3 separate regions of the Mus musculus genome follow, and all the other regions are linked to region 2. The links are chromatin contacts, called in public ChIA-PET and promoter capture Hi-C maps. All regions are on one chromosome and are shown on one strand. Each heading gives the region's core, a stretch centred on a gene start, on an enhancer-like site or on the middle of the called end of the contact. The rest is flanking DNA. Distances are from core to core; before and after follow the strand shown. Region 1 holds the start of Lpin3 (lipin 3). Region 2 holds the start of Top1 (topoisomerase (DNA) I). Region 3 overlaps Zhx3 (zinc fingers and homeoboxes 3).

What was found. ChIA-PET counts read pairs in DNA pulled down with a chosen protein or histone mark. Capture Hi-C pulls out chosen DNA fragments and counts their contacts.
Region 1: a promoter capture Hi-C map of pancreatic islet shows a contact between it and region 2. The contact joins the promoter of Lpin3 here to the promoter of Top1 in region 2. A contact is called at or near these places in 20 of 39 promoter capture datasets (the 3T3-L1 cell line, 3T3-L1-derived adipocytes, the C10 cell line and 14 more), 2 of 15 datasets of contacts at CTCF or cohesin (CD8 T cells and the NIH/3T3 cell line), 3 of 484 Hi-C or Micro-C datasets (cerebral cortex, muscle stem cells and nephron progenitors), 23 of 115 datasets of contacts at active chromatin or transcription factors (T-cell acute lymphoblastic leukemia, astrocytes, bone marrow-derived macrophages and 17 more) and 3 of 9 other capture datasets (adipose tissue, liver and pancreatic islet).
Region 3: an RNA polymerase II ChIA-PET map of CD8 T cells shows a contact between it and region 2, with 4 times the contacts expected there. The contact joins the enhancer-like site here to the promoter of Top1 in region 2. A contact is called at or near these places in 1 of 39 promoter capture datasets (pre-B cells), 3 of 115 datasets of contacts at active chromatin or transcription factors (CD8 T cells, effector CD8 T cells and embryonic stem cells) and 1 of 9 other capture datasets (adipose tissue).

The regions. Positions count from the first base shown.
Region 1 is chr2:160,886,816-160,889,515 of GRCm38.p6, reverse strand. It overlaps Lpin3 (lipin 3), which reads right to left and starts at 1,348. Exons shown (of 20, transcript NM_001199118.1): 1 at 1,299-1,348.
Region 2 is chr2:160,644,576-160,647,275 of GRCm38.p6, reverse strand. It overlaps Top1 (topoisomerase (DNA) I), which reads right to left and starts at 1,379. Exons shown (of 21, transcript NM_009408.2): 1 at 1,014-1,379; 2 at 644-668. The coding sequence starts at 1,046.
Region 3 is chr2:160,778,926-160,781,625 of GRCm38.p6, reverse strand. Zhx3 (zinc fingers and homeoboxes 3) reads left to right here. Exons shown (of 4, transcript NM_177263.3): 3 at 1-2,225. Among named protein-coding and RNA genes, the nearest start is that of Plcg1, 49 kb to the right of the region's middle. Within about 2 kb of position 1,260, at least 23 of the 459 cell types and tissues checked have an H3K27ac peak or open chromatin away from gene starts, as enhancers often do. A contact at or near this core is called in CD8 T cells, where this site is marked.

The sequences.
Region 1 (2,700 bases), core at 99-2,598, 240 kb before region 2:
AATCCTACCCCTACCCCACAAACACCCCTAAGGAAACCTTTTTGACTTTTTTCTTCCATGACTGTCCTACTGTTTAGGCTAAGTACTAGAGACTCAGATTATTGATGGCAGCAAAGCACTGTGGGTAAGAACACCACAGTGGCTGAGTTCTAATCTATACTTTGCCCCTTCCCAGGGCAAAATGCTTCATTTATCTGAGGTTTTCTTTTTAAGTATTTTTGTTTTAATTTTTTTTCTGTGCATTGGTGCTTTGCCTGCATCTATGTCTATGTGAGGGTGTCAGACCCCAGAACTGGAATTACAGATGTGAGCTGCCATGTGGTTGCTGGGAATTGAACCCGGGTTCTCTAGAAGAGCAACCAGTGCTCTTAACTCTGAGCCATCTCTCCAGTCCCTATTTATCTGAGCCTTCGTTCCAGCTTCTTTAAGTGGAGATAGTATCAGGCAGGGATGAGTACCCGCTGAGATAATTTGGATACAGCCCTGTTGTACAGTAGGTGTTATGCCTGTGTGTGACATCTAGCAGAGACACCAGCATCGTGACTTTTCCACACTCACTCAGGCTGTGGGCTGTGCAGTAGGCCAGTCTCTACTTGCAGTTAACAGTTTAGACACAGTAGGCTGCCACCCAACACCATGACCAGTGGGAACCTCACTATTTACAAAATAGAAAGGTGAACTCCAGGCTTTGTGGAGTACCTTGTTCAAGCCAGGCTAGATATATCCTCAAAGTTCTAGGGCTAGCTTGTCTCTACCACAGGGAAGCCAAACCAAGGTCCTCTGGACTCTTGGGACCCCAGATATTGAGATGGGGGAGTTATGGAGTGGGGATGACTTTCCAACTGCCACCAAAGAGAGTAGGGGTATAAGGAGGGGCCCTTATACCAGGGAAGCGGTCTACCGCTAAGTTACAATTCCCCAGCATTGGGAAACTGCCGCTTCAGTTCCCCTCATTGACAGGCAAGACAGGCCAGACAAGGGCCAGGGACACTCTTTGCAACTGAGGACTCTTATTACCAAGGACACGCCGCCAGTCTTGGGAAGCCTCTCTAAAAGGTTCTGGCATTCCTCTCTAGCTTCCTAGTCCTGGCTATCCAGGGAGCTCGCAGGGGAAGGGGCAGGAAGTGAAGCCAGCCTTCCCCTACTCTTTCCCTAGCTCCCTGTGGTCTCTGTCCCTTGACGTGAAAATGAGATAGAACAGAGTGGAAGAAAAACATATTTTGTTTTCCTATGGGCTAGGTTTCTACGTTGAAACTTCCCTCCCGAGGACCACTGAGACCCAGAAACGCCGCCTCTACCTGTACGCAGAGGTTCCACAGGTAAGGGTCCAGGTCCCGGCACTTCCGCTTTCTCTGAGACCCGGTGAGATCCGGTCTCCACTCCTTCCACCAACCAGGTGCGGCTCTCACTGTTCCCGGTCAGTCCAGGCTCCACCCTTCACTTCGAGAAGACCCCGCCCCCGTCCCGTGGTCCCACTCCAGGGCGCCCTTTTTCCTATGGGGAGCAACAGACTTCGGGGCTCTGACTCGTTCCCAGCCACACCCGTGGCCACACCAGCTGTCACGACAGGAGCACGAAAGACGTACGGACTTTAGAACCGCGTCTACCTACGTCCTGTTCCTTACTACCTGCCTCTGTGACCTTGAGCGAATCTCCCACGGATACCAGAGGAAAGCTACTTGTAAGATTTGACGGAGAACACGAATATCTTTGTCGAGGGCTTGGCGCTTGTATTTCCCATCCCGGGAACAGCGTTTCTTGATCCTCCACACCCCCTTTCTAGCCGAGGTCTAACTACCTATATGCTCACAGTTGGAATGTCTTATTTGCTCAGTTAATGTCAGTCTTGTTTGTTTTTGCATACTGACATCAAAACTCGGTGGTACACGCAAAGAGATCTACCACCGTTACACCACCCAGCTTCAACCGAGCTTGAACGCCTTTAAGAACGGACCACCTTCATACGCTCAGTGCTATTGCAAACCTGCTCAGTCATCTATCAGACACTTTAGCGAGTGGGCAGTGCGCTTAATACTACCACGGGCCAGCAGAGGGCAGATGGTGACCAGTCTTCTCACCCAATCACACTTTCTCACCACCCAACACTCTCAAGAGCAAGACAAGTGAGCAGATTTGTAGGCAATAAACCCAAGGGGCCAGCCAGGAATGACTTTGAATCCCTGACTCAGAGACCTCTCCGACTACCTGTATGGATGATCCCTGCAAACAAGATGTGCTGGAAAACATGAGACGCTGAAGGCGTTTGTTCGAAAAAGCACACACGGTCAGGCTTTGCCTAAAAGATGGCTCATTCAACCCAGCACGGTGGCGCACACCTTTATACCAACACTGGGAGGCAGGGGCAGGCAGATGCCAGAGTTTCAAGGTAAGATGTCCTTCAGAGGTAGTTCTGGGACAGCCAGGGAGACCCATAAAAACCCTGTCTGGAAAAAACAAAACTAACAGACAGACACACAAACAAAAATGGTTCAGCCAGTAAAGGTGCTTGCTTCTGAGTTGAATAACCGTAATCCACACTTACAAGGTATCTCGGGCAGGCTGTGAAGCCATCGTACACGCTGTATACACTCCAAATCAGTGGTTCTCAAACTTCCTAATGCTGTGACCTGATTCAGTTCCTCATGCTGTGGTGACCTCCAATCATAAAAATTATTTTTGTTGCTACTTCATAACTGTAAT
Region 2 (2,700 bases), core at 130-2,629:
TAAAAACAAAAAACAAAAGAAACAAAAAAAACCCATAAAACCCTTAGCTGCCTAAGGGAATCTTTCGTTCTGGAATCACAAAAATTAAAAAAGAAGAAGAAAGCAAGCAAACATGAAGCAGAAAGCAAGTAACTTCCAAAATAAAGTTCTATTAAGAAAAAATAAAAGATAATTCCGTCCCTAAGCCTTCCTTCTTTGGTGAGGTCTGTGATTTATATGGCTCTGCTCTGCAGAAAGCTCTTTCTGGACAGCTCAAGGAAGGAGCTGAGGGAGGGAGAGAAAGACACAGGCACAGAAAGGAGAGGAGAGAGAAAAAGAAAATGGCGCAGAGACTAAGTCCCGACCGTCGACAAGGCGACTTTCCCGGGAAGAATCCCGGCGGAGAAAGGCCGCCCGAGACCCAGCGACGGTCGACGCGGGGTCTCCGGTGCCCCCTCTGGAGAAGGCCGTGATCTGGGGGTGCTGAGACCCCGGGAAAGGGGGTCCAGAGGCGGCCCGATGGGAACAATGGGGCCGGTGAGCGAGGAGCCGGGACTTAGTCTCTGGGACGCCATGTCTGTCCTCTGCCCGGCTCCGGCCCGGCGCGGGGGAGGCAGGCAGCGGCGTGTGGGGACACTTGGGGCGGGGCGGGGGGCACACTCACCATTCAATCGGAAATCCGCTTCGATCTGAGGAAAGAAAAGGAGGGAAGATGAAACAACCGGCACATGAAGCCCCGGGGCGGCGGACGAGAGCGCGCGGCCGGGGGCCGGGGCTCGGGCCCACCCGGCGCCCCGGAACCCAGAGGCCCGCGAATGGCCTACCCGGGGCTGCCATCCCCCCACCAAACTCCAACTTGACGGCTCCGCCCGGGACCCGGCCATCCAAGCGACTCCAACCGGCCGCCCCTCATCGCAGACTCGGGCCTGTCAACCCGGCGCGGCCGGCTGGGGCTGGGACCGGGGCCCTGGCCGGGGCCGGAGCCGGCCCGGGCCCGAGCAGCTGGGGACGAGTCGGGGGCCGGCTGGTCGCACCTGGGAATCGTTGTGGAGATGGTCCCCGCTCATGTCGGCCGGCGTGCGAACGCTGCGGGCTCAGAGGCAGCGCGGGGGAAGAGAGGCGGACGGCAGGGACGGCCTGAACGGGCGGACGAAGCTCCTGAGAAGCACGAACAGACGGCGACAGCAGCCACCGGCCCGAGACTCCCGGGACAGTGGAGGAGGCAGCGGCGGTAGCGACGCGACTGACAGACTGCCGGGCGGGCGGACAGCGAGAACAGACCCCAGCAGTTGTGTAACAGCCTAAGTTCGCATTTCCCCTCACTGCGCCTGCGCGGCCGCTTTTAAATGGGACGTCGTCGTCGACGTCAGCGCTCGTGGAAAGAGGCTGAGGGTTGCGGCGGGTCTCTTAGAGGTCCGGGAGACAGAGCCGGTTTTGCCTCGCAAGTTCCGCCCCTTTATTAGCATACGGACTTAACTCCGCCCACTCTCTGCTTTCTGCCTTGCTACGGGACTGGCGTTCTCAGAGGCGGGACACCGGCTCTAGCAGCACGCAGGCGCAGCGTGGACACCGCCTCTGGACCTTGGACACCCGGGCGGCCACGTGGTAGGCCTTTAAAGGCCGCGGCGGGACCCAGCTAAGCTGGCCAGGGACCGTGTCTCCAGCTTCTGCATCTCTAGAGCCAGACAAGTTTGATCCGCACGTACCTTGGCTGCCCCGATCTTAGTTCACCAGCAGCCGTAAGGCATTTAGCTGGAGTCTCCTCACAGCCTTTGTCCAGACTTCTGGAATACTTCACATCCATTTATTTATTATTTATTCTTTTTTTTTGTAGGGGGGGGTGTTCGAGACAGGGTTTCTCTGTGTAGCCCTGACTGTCCTGGAACTCACTCAGTAGACCAGGCTGGCCTCGAACTCAGAAATCCTCCTGCCTCTGCCTCCCACGTGCTGGGATTGAAGGCGTGCGCCACCACCGCCCAGCACTTCACACCCATTTTTAAAAATTATTTTAATTTTTCAGTCAGGTTTAGCTCCAGTTTACAGTCATGTAGCCCTGTGTCACAAGTACCCTACTGCATTTGTTCTTTTTATAAACATTTATTAAGCGCCTACTGTGAGACAGGAATTAGTTTGATGTGAGAGGGCTAATATTCCAAATCAAAGGGAATTGGACCCCCAGGTAAATGGATCCTGGTTCTAACCAGGACTGTACCCTGAGAGAACTTTATTTAGGGAACACCATACTATAAGGTCTGCCCTGACTCCTCACAGTCCTGGGTGTGGACCATCGACCACTATCAAACTGTCTTGAGGGATTAATGACATTAGCAATTGGATTTGCAAGAACATCCCAGGCTGAATTCATCTCCAGTCTGGCTCAATCCCCCATATAAATAAATTCGGAAAATGTTCATAAACATTGAGTGATAAACACTTAGGGTTAATTCTTGTGAATATTTCAAAACTCAAGCCAGCTGGGCAGTGGTGGCATACGCCTTTAATCCCAACAGTTGAGAGGCAGAGGCAGGCGGATTTCTGAGTTCGAGGCCAGCCTGATCTACAGAGTGAGTTCCAGGACAACCAGGGCTACTTAGAGAAACTGTCCCGAAAAACCAAGCTTGAAGTGCTGCACGCCCCTTTCCGCATGCTGTACCCATGTGCCTCTCTCCTTTATAACAGTTATCACAGTTGTTAAGTTACCCATATGGGAGCTAGTGACTT
Region 3 (2,700 bases), core at 11-2,510, 130 kb before region 2:
GAGTGAGGCCTTGCCTAAGCCATTGGCAGGGGAGAGAGAGGTTAAAGAGGGGGACCACACTTTCATCAATGGGGCAGCTCCAGGCAGTCAGGCATCTGCTAAGTCCACAAAACCCCCTCCTGCTGCCAATGGGCCCCTGATAGGAACAGTGCCTGTCTTGCCAGCTGGTATAGCACAGTTCCTCTCCCTCCAGCAGCAGCCCCCAGTACATGCCCAACACCACACCCACCAACCCCTGCCTACATCCAAGACCCTTCCGAAAGTCATGATCCCCTTGAGCAGCATCCCAACATATAATGCAGCTATGGACTCCAACAGCTTTCTGAAGAACTCCTTCCACAAATTCCCCTACCCAACCAAAGCTGAGCTCTGCTATTTGACTGTGGTGACCAAGTATCCAGAAGAACAGCTTAAAATCTGGTTCACAGCCCAGAGGCTGAAGCAAGGAATCAGCTGGTCTCCTGAGGAGATTGAAGATGCCAGGAAAAAGATGTTCAATACAGTCATCCAGTCTGTGCCTCAGCCCACAATCACAGTTCTAAACACCCCGCTTGTTGCCAGTGCTGGCAATGTACAGCACCTCATCCAGGCTACTCTCCCAGGTCATGCTGTGGGACAGCCTGAGGGCACAGCAGGGGGGCTGTTGGTCACTCAACCACTGATGGCCAATGGGTTACAAGCATCAAGCTCATCTCTCCCTCTGACAACTGCATCTGTTCCCAAGCCAACTGTGGCACCCATTAACACTGTGTGTTCAAATTCGGCATCAGCTGTGAAAGTTGTCAATGCAGCCCAGTCACTCCTCACAGCATGCCCCAGCATAACTTCCCAAGCTTTCCTTGATGCAAACATCTACAAAAATAAGAAGTCTCATGAACAGCTCTCGGCTCTGAAAGGAAGCTTCTGTCGGAACCAGTTTCCTGGGCAGAGTGAAGTAGAGCATCTGACCAAAGTGACAGGCCTCAGTACCAGAGAGGTGCGGAAGTGGTTCAGTGACCGGAGATATCACTGCCGGAATCTGAAGGGCTCCAGGGCCATGATGCCCGGAGAGCATGGCTCTGTTCTCATTGACTCTGTGCCAGAGGTGCCCTTTCCCCTGGCATCTAAAGTTCCAGAGGTGACCTGTATCCCAACAGCAACCTCACTAGTAAGCCACCCTGCCACCAAACGACAATCTTGGCACCAGACCCCAGACTTCACACCAACCAAATACAAAGAAAGAGCCCCAGAGCAGCTGCGAGTCCTAGAGAACAGCTTTGCACAAAACCCACTTCCCCCCGAGGAGGAGCTGGACCGCCTAAGAAGTGAAACGAAAATGACTCGAAGGGAAATTGATGGCTGGTTCTCAGAGAGGCGGAAAAAGGTGAATACTGAGGAGACAAAGAAAGCTGATGGGCACATGCCTAAGGAGGAGGAGGAGGGTGCTGAGCAGGAGGGTAGAGATGAAGAGTTGGCCAATGAGCTGAGGGTCCCTGGTGAAAATGGCTCTCCTGAAATGTTTCTTAGCCATGCCTTGGCAGAACGGAAGGTCAGCCCCATCAAAATCAACCTCAAGAACCTGCGGGTCACTGAAGCCAGTGGCAAGAGTGAGTTTCCAGGGATGGGTGTCTGTGAGCCTGAGGAAGATGGTTTGAACAAGTTGGTAGAACAGCCACCAAGCAAAGTAAGCTACAAAAAGACCGCACAGCAGCGTCATTTGCTTCGGCAGCTCTTTGTCCAAACACAGTGGCCAAGCAACCAGGACTATGACTCCATTATGGCCCAAACAGGGCTGCCCCGGCCAGAGGTGGTACGCTGGTTTGGAGATAGCAGGTATGCCCTTAAGAATGGCCAGCTCAAGTGGTACGAAGACTATAAGAGGGGAAACTTCCCACCAGGTTTGCTGGTCATAGCCCCTGGCAACCGAGAGCTGCTGCAAGATTATTACATGACACACAAGATGTTGTGTGAGGAAGATCTGCAGACCCTCTGTGATAAGACCCAGATGAGTGCCCAGCAGGTCAAGCAGTGGTTTGCTGAGAAGATGGGTGAAGAGACCCGGGCTGTGGCAGATATAAGCAGTGAGGATCAGGGCCCTAGAAATGGAGAGCCTGTGGCAGTTCACAAGGTGCTGGGTGATGCCTATTCGGAGCTGTCTGAGAACAGCGAATCATGGGAGCCAAGTGCTCCTGAGGCCAGCTCAGAGCCTTTTGACACTTCAAGTCCCCAGTCTGGACGTCAACTCGGTAAGGAGCTCATGGGATCTAAGCATGGCTTTTCTCTGAACCTGAGGGAGGGTACAGTCACAGAGTAGGTACAGGTGGCAGGTACAGCTACCTCTAGAGCATTCAGACCAACTGCAGAGGAGTGAATGCCAGGGACAACTGGCAATAAAAGCCATAGAAGTAAAAGCTCAGAATTGGACTTTTGGTTTTGGTGCCTCTGTTTTTTTATTTATGGTGATGTTTTTGTTTTAAATCCATGCAGGGGAGAGAACATAGTCTTAAAGAGAGAACTTAAAGGGACTCCTGTGTTTCTAACCATTTCTTAGCATGGATTAAGACGTCATGGGAGTCACAGAGATACCATCTGTATGAAGACAGGGTTAGGGAATTTAACTCAGATTGGCAAGCAAAGGAGAATATTTCAATGGCCTCATTTGTATGTGTGCCTGGTACTCACAAAGATCAGAAGAGGGCATCAGATCCCCTGGAACTGGAG